2 separate regions of the Mus musculus genome follow, and region 2 is linked to region 1. Evidence: chromatin contacts called from public ChIA-PET data. All regions are on one chromosome and are shown on one strand. The core of a region is the stretch at or near the end of the contact, and the rest is flanking DNA. Distances in the headings are between cores, read along the strand shown.

Region 1 (4,974 bases), core at 239-2,738:
GTTCTTACAGTAAAAAGTCATTGCTGGAGGAGAAGCAGAATGAGATCTTTGTTTGGTTTCTTCCAGAGTTTGCATACGCAGCGAGCGGACACAGAGAGGACAGTCGTTTAAACAATGATCGATTTAAACCCATTGGGGTTTCACAATCCTTAAATGAGGGGAAGCTGCACGGGACACGGTTCAGTCTCTTGAACTCCTCAGCAGGTAGGAGTCCAGGTTCATTTGTGGTACAAAGTTCCGTTTAGGAATCCTGCTGGAAAGGAAGGCCAGCAGAAATAGGCCAGTGCGCTCTGACACACCAAACAGTGCCTCAGCAATGATGCTCAAAACCCACCTGGGGTTGGCATACCTAGCGGCAAACACACAGGCCACTGTGCTAGCAGGGAAAGGGCCCAGCTGCTAATTAGCTCTTTCAATATGAAATCCAGAGTAGGGACGCAGGAGGCCATCCTTGGGGTGATGGCTGTTAGACCCTATGGACATCCAAGGTATCTGTCTGGTTGCCTGAAAGCTTGGAAAGCATTCTGGGCACCCCTTGATTTGGGTACCCCTTGATTTCACTTCTCTTGTTCTCCCAGGCAGGAGAACAACGGCCCACAGAGCCACGTCAGTAACAATCTGGATGCACCTCCGCAGTTTCCTTTGCCAAGAATACTGAGAGCAAAAGAACTCTTCTTGGCAATCAGGTGTGGTAGTGTACACCTGCAATGCCAGCTTTCAGAGGCAGAAAGAGGTGGGATTGTCACAAGTTCAAGGTCAGCCTCAATTACATAGGCAGCCAGAGATATGTAGCAAAAGCTTGTCTCAGAATAACAAAACAAGGGGCCGGAGAGATGGCTCAACAATAAGTGCGTTGGCCGCTGGCTCTAAGGGCTCTTACAGAGTCTGTGTTCATCATCTCTACTGCAGTTCACAACCATCTGTCACTTCAGTTCCAGAGACTCTGATGGCCTCTCTCTGGCCTCCTTGGGTACCAAGCATAAACGTAGTGCACAGAAATTCATGCAGGCAAAACAATCATGCCTATGAATAAATAAATCTTTAAAACAAAACAAGGCATGACAGGTTTGTAAAATGCTGCTGAACTTCCGTGAGCTTAAGTGTTCACCTCCAGCACCCATGTTCAAGGTGGAGTAGATTTGTAATCCTTCTGCTGGAGAAGTAGAGACAGGAGGATTCCCGGGGCTCATAGCTCTACAAAGCCTAGCATTTTCAGCAAAGACCCAGAAGCCCTGTATGGTGGTTTGAATTAAAAACGCGCCGGTAGGTTCCTGTGTTGGAACACTCACTTCCTAGTTGGCAGCCCTGTCTCAAGAAGACTGTGAAACTTTAAAGAGGAAGTGTGTCACTGTGGGGTGAGCTTTGAGGTTGCCCCCTAGATTGTCCCTCTGATCTGTTTATATGAGTGTTTTGCCTGGATATGTAGGCATACCATGAGAGCACCTAGTGTCTGTAGAGAATGGAAAGGGTGCCGGATCCCCCGGAACTGGGGCTGTACACACTTAACTGCTGTATGGTGCAAAGTCCCCTGCAAGAACAGCATGTGCTCTTAAGTACTCTTCAGCCTGGCTTTGAGGTTTTATAGCCGGGCCCCACTTCCTGTCCTTTTACTCTGCTTCCTGTATGAGGAACACGAGCAGGCAGCTTCCTGCTTCTGCCTCCATAAATGCCTGTTGCCATACCTTCTCCACACAGGCACATGCGTGAGCGATCGTGTACACACACACACACACACACACACACACACATCTCTGTGTGCTTGAGAGTCATCTGACCAATTTTCTGCCCAAGGAAGCCACCTCTATTCCAGGGTTCCCCGCAAAGAGGTCCCTGCCAAGCCTACCAAGCAGGCCCACTGACCTCCTAGCCCCTAACCCTGGTTTTCCTTCGGCTCTGAAAGTTAAAGGCTAAGTTAAAAATCGAATCTAACCCACATCTATGTCTAGTTACAAAGACAACATCTATCCATCAGGGGGCATGGTGTGGATAAAAGTCAAGACTTAGGAGGAAAAGAAATTGTTTAAGGCCCCTTGCATTGAGCTCCACTGTGATGAAGATAGGGGAAAGGCAGGGCTTTCTTCAGACCTGTGGCAGGCAGCTGACAGGGTGAACATGGCAAATATATGGCTTTATGCAGATCATCCGACTGCTCCGAGCCTTGGTTCCCTTCAGTGAGAAGGGTGAAGGATTCCGAGCTAGCAGAGTTGTGTGGGGGCTAGGGGTGAACCCCTAACGCACTTGGTGCAGTGTCTCACACATGGAAGGCACACCATGAAGTCTGTGTTCTGAGAGGCCCCCGTAGACCAAAGGTAATGCTGACACAGGTCACCACACACTGTGCGGGTGGCAGGAGTGGGGCCAGAGAGAGAAGAGCTGGGTCCACGGAGGCGGAAAGTCCACACGTCAGCTCTTCTCCTAGCCAGATAGGTGGTCATATCGTTTATTTCAACGTTCTCATTTAACATCGCAAGACTAAAGCTAATGGTAGACATGGAGTTTATTTGAGAAAGGAGTTTTTTAAAAGATGTGTTGAATTATAAATTGTGTTTACAGGTGTGTTGGGGGTGTGGGGGTTGCACCAGTGTCAAGGTGCCTACGGAGGCCAGAAGAGGATGCCCTGGAGCTGGCACTACAGGTTGTGGTGAGCACCCATGAAAGGGTACCAACTAAACTCGGGAAAAGAACCACTGACCAATCTCTCCAGGCCAAGAAAGTGGGGGGGTGGGGGTGGGTTCTTTTCTTTTTTCTTTTCTTTTTAACTGTACAATTACAAGATGTTGCCGCTGTGGTTGTCCATAAAGTTAAAGATATTCAAGGCCAGCTGGTGATTTTTTTTTTTAAAGTAGTGTCCTATGAAAGGCTCTCTACCAGTAGTGAGGAAAACGAACTCTGACTGCACAGAAAGCAGGAACCCTTGCTCTTTCTAGAAGCGATGTGAGATATTCAGTTGAGACACTCTCAGGGTAGTTTCACGGATGCCCCTGGGGAGAGAGTGGACCATGCAGCCATCGGGCCTCACTGACAAGATCTCACACACACAGCTCCGTCACACACCAAGGCCAAGTTTAGAACAGAGTCCCTCTCATTCACAGCTAGGAGGAAGTACTGTGAAGACACACGCTGTCTTTTATTATTCCGAGAAGGGACCTTCTGGACAAGACGTGCAGCTTTTTTCCCCAGAACGTTCCTTTCCCTGAACTCCTCTTCCCAAGGTGTCCCCTTGAGCCTGAGCCCCGTTGTAAGGACTTCCTCTGGTTCTATTTAAAACAGGGACCTTTGACTCCCAGGAAATCAGTAACTCAGCCTTAATTCACTTAGCTCTCTTACGATGACAGTTATTCTTTATCCAAGCATAGCAAAGCTTGAACTTAGGAAAAAACTTGAAGGCTGCTGAATACGGGGCTGAGAATCTCTGTAGTTAGTGAGGAAGAATCAGTTTCGAGCAAGGGCTGGTGACATGACTCAGTCAACCCTGAGATCAAGTCCTTGGACCCCTGTGGAGGAAGAAGTGAACCTATTCAAATTGCCCTCTGAGCTTTACACACACAGGTGCTGGGGCATGTGTCTGCCCCCCCCCCCCCCCCGAAATAAATGAATACAGTAAAAAAAAAAAATCTCAAAGAAAAAAATCATAAGTAAAACAAACAAGTTAGAGCCCAGAAAGTCTTATCTTCAAAACAGATGAATTACAAAAGAGAGAAAGCTCAAGCCAATGGCTGGCTTTCTAACAGAGGATCGCCTCTTCCCGGTACTCTGTAAGGCTGACTGGGGCTGGGGTGTACAGCTCAGAAGCCGTCCCTTGCCAAGCACGAAGGAAGCCCTGATTCAACTGTTAGCACTGAAACGAGTGAGGGAGAGACTCTTAGGAAATCGCGGTGGCAGAGCCCCAACAGCCTTCTCTAGAACAAGATTGCTCCCTAGTGTGGTAAATGCTTTTCACCTTGAGTCAGGCTCCACTGTAACCTGGCAAAGCTTCTCGGGCCGGGCTCCTCATACAAGACAGCTGCAGTTGCTCCTGAGACAACTGCTTCCGTTAAATAAATGGCTCACGCAGAGTGCTTAGCAAACACACTCCCTCAAAGTGGTCCTCCCTCTGCCCTCTCAGGTGATAACATTTCTATCCCACCCTTTGTGAGGTCACCCAACTTTGTGAAGAGCTGACACACGGAGGCATGACTTTTTTTAAGCTCACGCTCATAGTTTTAACTCCTGAAATAATTTTTTTTTTTAAAATGTGGTCTATTCCTACAAAGCAAAACTAGGCAGCAAAGGAGCTAATAAATTAGAGCCTGGGCAAATATCACAGATATAAGCGCCAAGAGAGTAACACCAGAAGTGTATAGACTGCAAGACTCCGTATTTATTAAGATCCATGCCAGCCAAAGCTGGACTATGATGACAGATAATTGTTAACGCAGGACTGGGAGGAGGAAGCACAAGAAGTAATGTTGAAGAACTGAAAAATGGAACCAGGCAAAGGGCAAACACCTGGAGTCCCTGAATTGGGGACTGAGGAAGACTGCCACAGGTTCAAAGCCAGCCTGTGCACACAGTGAGACCCTCCCTCAAAACAATGCCATAAAAAGAACTGAGAGATGAGAACACATCCCAGAATGAGCTTTTAATAAACAGTTAAAGGATGGGTGGATGGACAGATGGATAGATAGATGGATGGATAAGTGGAGGGATGGATAGGTCTGACAACCCAGAAATGTTAGTGAACGATAACAGACAATATTAAGTGGTGAGGGTTTAATGATGTTCTGATCTACAGATATAGCAACACACCACTGGGTGCTATGTTCCCTTAGCAGAATAACTGTAGGCTTCCCCCTAGTGACCTTGACCTATCTAGTCTCAGGTTCTTAACTACTTTTCCAGTGTGTGGTGTGGGTTCCATCTCATGGGGTGGGACTAAATACAATCAAAAGGTGGTTGGTTACTCATTCCTACAATCCCAGTACTTGGGAAGCT
Region 2 (5,095 bases), core at 1,906-4,405, 970 kb before region 1:
TGCTCTGCAGCGGGTACTCCGTGGAGGAGAGAATGCTCCCTTTCCTGAGCCAGTGTGGTGGAAGTGTTCATCCCGAGGCTGTGTGTGAAGAACGCTGCTAGTTGAATACTCTGGCTTTGATTTCCTACACACACACACACACACACACACACACACACACACACACTGAATAGCCTTATTGTGTTTTATTTTAATTTTAACCCTATGTAGTTATCTATCATTATGTGAAATTAATGCCAGTGTATACTTTATATGAGCAATATTTTCTATTTCTCCTCCCTAGTGGAAACTTTTCTTAATTCCTTCGTTATATCCTGTGGGAAGATCTTTTTTGGTATCAGAGACAAAAAAGTAATCAATGAGGCTTATTGACCATTTACTACGTACTACCGCAGTGGTGTGCTCTGTATGGACTACTGCGTTCGACTCCCTGGCAGCTCCCTGAGGCAATTACTCTAATTAATCCCCTTTCATAGGCAGAGACGTATAGAAAAGTCACGTAACTTGCTCCAGAGCACGCTGCCAAGGCTCACGCTGAGCTTCAAACGTAAAGAGTCTGACTTGAGACTTTATGCACAGCTTCACTGCCAGCCTGGGTGAGAGGGTTTGTTAGGAAGGGTCATTTGTAAATAACGTTAGCACAGGGATGGAAAGATGGCTCAGCCATTAAAAGCATGTATTCCCTCCTCCAAAGGATTAGAGTTTGATTCCCAGCTCCCATATTGTGCAGCTCGCAACTGTCTGTAACTCTGAGAGCTCTGGGAGGCTCTGTGGTATTCCAGAATCTCTGTTGTAGTCCAACATCTGCACACATCTTACATGTACATCTCACACACACACACACACACACACACACACACACACGGTGGGGGATATTTCTACTGTTACTACTACTACCAATAATGATGTAATAATAATTAATAATAATATCATCATCAAATGCAAATGCACCCCTTACTTCAAGCCTGGCTACACATTCTGCGATAATTCTTTGTCATGGAGCACCATACTGCACATTCTGTGATCTTCAGCAGATTCCAGTAGCTGTCCTCTCTGTCCTACTTTTGACAACAAAAATGTCTACAGACATTGCCATAGCCCCTGGGGGAACAAAACGGTTCCCAGATGAAAACCACTGCAGTAAACACTTCATGCCCATTAAGTCATCCAGTGCCTGCAACAACCCCAGAAGGCTTTCCTCACCTCAGGCCAGTTCTGTTCTGGGTAATCTCACCATCCAGGTGAATTTGAAGAAACCATTCAACAGCATGGTGTCTCTTGATTGTATTACTCTCCGGTAGCCAACCTACAAGGCAACAGACAAATCCTTCAATTAACACATTTTGTAAGGAAAATTATCTCTTCTTAACAAGGTCTGTTTGAGCCCCCCCCCCACTGGGGGGGAGGGTCCCAGGATTCCCCAATCTCTTCATTCACATAGCGTGTCATCCAACAAATATTTACTGAACACTTAGGTTGCTTCGTGAACCTTGGAGAATCGGTAGCAGACAGGCAAAAATCCCTGTCTCACTTCCTAGTGCAAGTGGACACTCAAATGAAAGAGAAATCAAGTAGATAATGAAAATAACTTATTGTCAGGCAATGGTCCGTGCTCTGAATGAATGGGCTGGGCACAAACTGGCTATGTGAGGATGCTAAGAGAGCCTTGTTATGGTCCCATTGCCATGCCACGTGGGACAAGGCTTAAACCACAGGGACAGAAAATAGATAAGTGGTTGCCACAGGCTAGAGATAGACAACATAGAGACAGACACGAGGGAATTGTTAGAGCACAGAGATGTTCCATGACTACGTTGGGTTTTGTGGCAACTGTATATTAGTTAAAATTCTGGAGCTATATACTAGAAAGAGTAGCTTTGTACTATATGTAAATTATTACAACATTCTCCCTCCACAGTCTTTCCCTTCCTTAGTGCAGTCTCTTTGCTATTTTAGAAATGGAGGTTATTGAGAAAGGAGCTATAATGTTGTTCCCAACGCTGGCATATATCCCCCGGGCAGCTCAAACAGCACTGACCAGAAACTCAGAACCTCAGAGGAGGCTACCAGGAGACAACCGACATGTTTCATCACATCCCGTGGTTGCAGCAAGGTTGTGGCAAAGCACAAGGGCACACTGGATATCCCCCTTCCGTGGTGGGGTGAGGCAGCTGGCCAGCCTTAGAAGTATAAGCAGCTCTTAGAACCAGCTCCTTAGAGAACCAGGAAAGGTACTGGGCCTGTCTCAGGTCACAGGTGAGCGTCACCCCATCTATTTCTTCCTCAGAGGGGGAAATCTGGTTTGATCTGCCAGCACTGGACTGAGGATGCTCAGAACTGGGCAGCCACCCCAGGCCTGCTTATTTAAGCTTCCTCAGAGGGAAGCTTATATCCAGTCCACATACTACCAGCTACTTTGCAGCCACTGCCACCCCCACCCAAGTCACCTATGGCTGGAAGGAAGGACTTGTTTTAACTAACAAACCCTGCAGTACTAAGATAAGCAGCCTGTGCAGGAATGAACCTGTTGAAACTGCTTTCTTGCCTTCTCAGCTAGCGCCCTCAGAAGGGACAACCGGCCTGTAATGAGTTCCCTGGGTCTCTGAGGTATTCCAGCCTCTGGCCACAAAGCTTTGGGTAACTCCTTTGATATGGAAGTGCCTTATCTTAGATATGTGCATATAGAAGTGGAAATACATGATCAAGACATCCTTCACAACACTAGAGCAACATAGCAACCTTCGATTGTTTGATAACATAAAACATTAATGGCTCAGTCTGAAAAGATGAGATTCCCATAGATGCAGGCTGAGACTTCAAAGCATCCAAAACAAAAGCTTGACTGCAGCAAGTGAGGCTTTCTGTATCTTATTAACAGCATTTCTTGACTTCCTTGGGGTTGGCCCAGAGTATGAGAGGCCTTTGTTCCCTCTCTCCCCGGTATCGTGTAGATTGGTATCTGACTGCACTGTGCCATCTTCCTGATGTCTTTGTAGCTCAGGTCAGCTGCTTATTAAACAGCCAGAATCTTTCCCCAAGTGCTCTGTGCCAAGAATAGACACTGAACACAGAAGCAAGTGTGAAGGCAGAGGGTGCGTGTGTGCTTAAAAGTTGAACAAGACTGGGGGGGGGGGTGAAAGAGGAAGCGTGAAAACCAACGAGCAGTGTGGGGTTTGTGTGGCTCTGATTCATTGTTCACTCTCTTTTCCATAACGAGCAGTGTGGTGTCTCCCGGGCTGTGGATCACCCCATATGATCGACAGGTGCTGATGGATACATCCGAGGCAGGCCGACCATTGGCACTCACAGCAGCAAATCTGTAAACATTCATACAAAGTGTGGCTATGAGCTTGCTCTCAGAGAACATGAGAGCAGAAACCAAAGTGGGTTGTTCTTTTCCGTTATTAAACAGCCATCAGGAAATGATATATCAAACACAGAGCTGGAACAGTCTTTAAATTACGAAACGACTAATCAGTAGGCACGCAACAGTTATTTATTTTTTTTAGCAGTGTATAACAAGCATATTGAGATGTTAGGCTGCTTATCATAATACAGGAAAACAAACACAAGCACTTCCTGTTCATCTCCTCATTCTTGTAAGATGATGGAATAATTAAAGTCTTCTAAAATTTCATGAAACTTGTGGTATAATACTGTAAAATAGAAGAAAGTTTCTGTTTGTATGTGTTGCAATGCTCAGGGTGGGGCTATTCTATTCAACAGAGTGGCTATTTTATTTCTCAATGGTTTATAGGACAAGGGTATTTTTCATTCATTCATTTATAAAATATTTATGAATTCCTGTAGCAGACATTCTCCACCAGTCAGAGAGCCAGGCAAGTAAACCCATATTCATAGCCAGAACATACCACAACAGAGAGAAAGGTGCCCTGGGCACTATGGGTGGGAGATGTAGGAAGAACACAGCAAGCTTTGAGAGGCCCAGATTCAGCAAATATCAGAAAAGTGTGTGTGTGTGTGTGTGTGTGTGTGTGTGTGTGTGTGTGCAGATTCAAAGGCCTGACTGTGGGAAAAAATAATGGGGTATAGACAAAGCAAACGGTTCAGAATGGGCACAGTGCTAGAGTGGCAAGCAGCAGCTTGTTAGACCACGAGGGGTCTTAAGCCATGCTGTGGTGAAACATAAAAACAGCAGTCAACAGGGTCGGGTAGCCCCACCTCCAAGTCAGAAAGTGTGGTCTCGAAGAAGGGATCTACTTACAGATGGCCAATGGAAATAGGTGTGTAAAAGAATGCATACTGCTTCCCATGTCTGTGTGGAGCAGCTGTGAGGTAAATGTTCTGTAAGGGTCTGAAGGAGAGGAAAGTACCTTCCTTCCACATGTAAAGAATGAGTCTTCCCAGGAGACAGAGCTCATGCTCACGGGCCTGAGGTCAAATCATGATGCTCTATGAGTTGACAGGAAACTATGCCCTATCTGCTGGCCACATGGTCTAGAGAACAAAGGGGCCTTAGCTTTCCCTGTGCCGGGGGCAGGCTCCATGACTCTCACACGAAAGGCAGGACCATGCTCTTACCACATTGCCTCAGTTACTTTTCTGTTGCTGTGATGAGACACCATGAACAAAGCAACTTAAAGAAGGGAGAGTTTATTTCGTCTTACACTACAGAGAGAGAGTCCATAATGACAGGGCAAGCATGGTGGCAGGCACCTTCAAAAGCTGGCAGAGAGCAAAAGTGATGTGGGGGTGAGGCTTTAAGTTCTCAAAGGCTGTCCCAAGCGACATACTTCCTCCAGCAAGGCTGACCTGGAACTCCATAGGCAGACTGTGCTGGCCTCAATCTCAGAGAGTCACCCATCTCTGTCTTCCAAGCTCTGGGGTCACAGGTGTGTGCCATCACACTCAGCTCTTTTAATTAATTAACTAATTACTTATTTGTGTGGCTATGTGTGCCATAGTGCACCTATGGATGCAGTCGGAGAGCAGTCTGAAGTAGTCAGTCCCCTTTACCATGGCCTCTGAAGAACCTACGTGGACCATGAGGCCTTCATGCAAAGGAAGGCCTTCTACTTCCTTGAGCCAGCTTGCTGGGCCAGTTCTTCCTCCCAAGTTTGAGACCTTGGTAGAA

Evidence for each region. ChIA-PET counts read pairs in DNA pulled down with a chosen protein or histone mark.
Region 2: a contact with region 1 is called in an RNA polymerase II ChIA-PET map of memory CD8 T cells, with 5 read pairs. The contact joins two enhancer-like sites. A contact is called at or near these places in 1 of 39 promoter capture datasets (pre-B cells), 1 of 484 Hi-C or Micro-C datasets (embryonic stem cells) and 1 of 115 datasets of contacts at active chromatin or transcription factors (memory CD8 T cells).

What each region holds. Positions count from the first base shown.
Region 1 is chr5:66,073,778-66,078,751 of GRCm38.p6, forward strand. The region is part of intron 3 of Rbm47 (RNA binding motif protein 47); the gene reads right to left. Among named protein-coding and RNA genes, the nearest start is that of Gm40310, 66 kb to the left of the region's middle. Within about 2 kb of position 1,489, at least 159 of the 459 cell types and tissues checked have an H3K27ac peak or open chromatin away from gene starts, as enhancers often do. A contact at or near this core is called in memory CD8 T cells, where this site is marked.
Region 2 is chr5:65,099,721-65,104,815 of GRCm38.p6, forward strand. No RefSeq gene overlaps it. Among named protein-coding and RNA genes, the nearest start is that of Tmem156, 11 kb to the left of the region's middle. Within about 2 kb of position 3,156, at least 106 of the 459 cell types and tissues checked have an H3K27ac peak or open chromatin away from gene starts, as enhancers often do. A contact at or near this core is called in memory CD8 T cells, where this site is marked.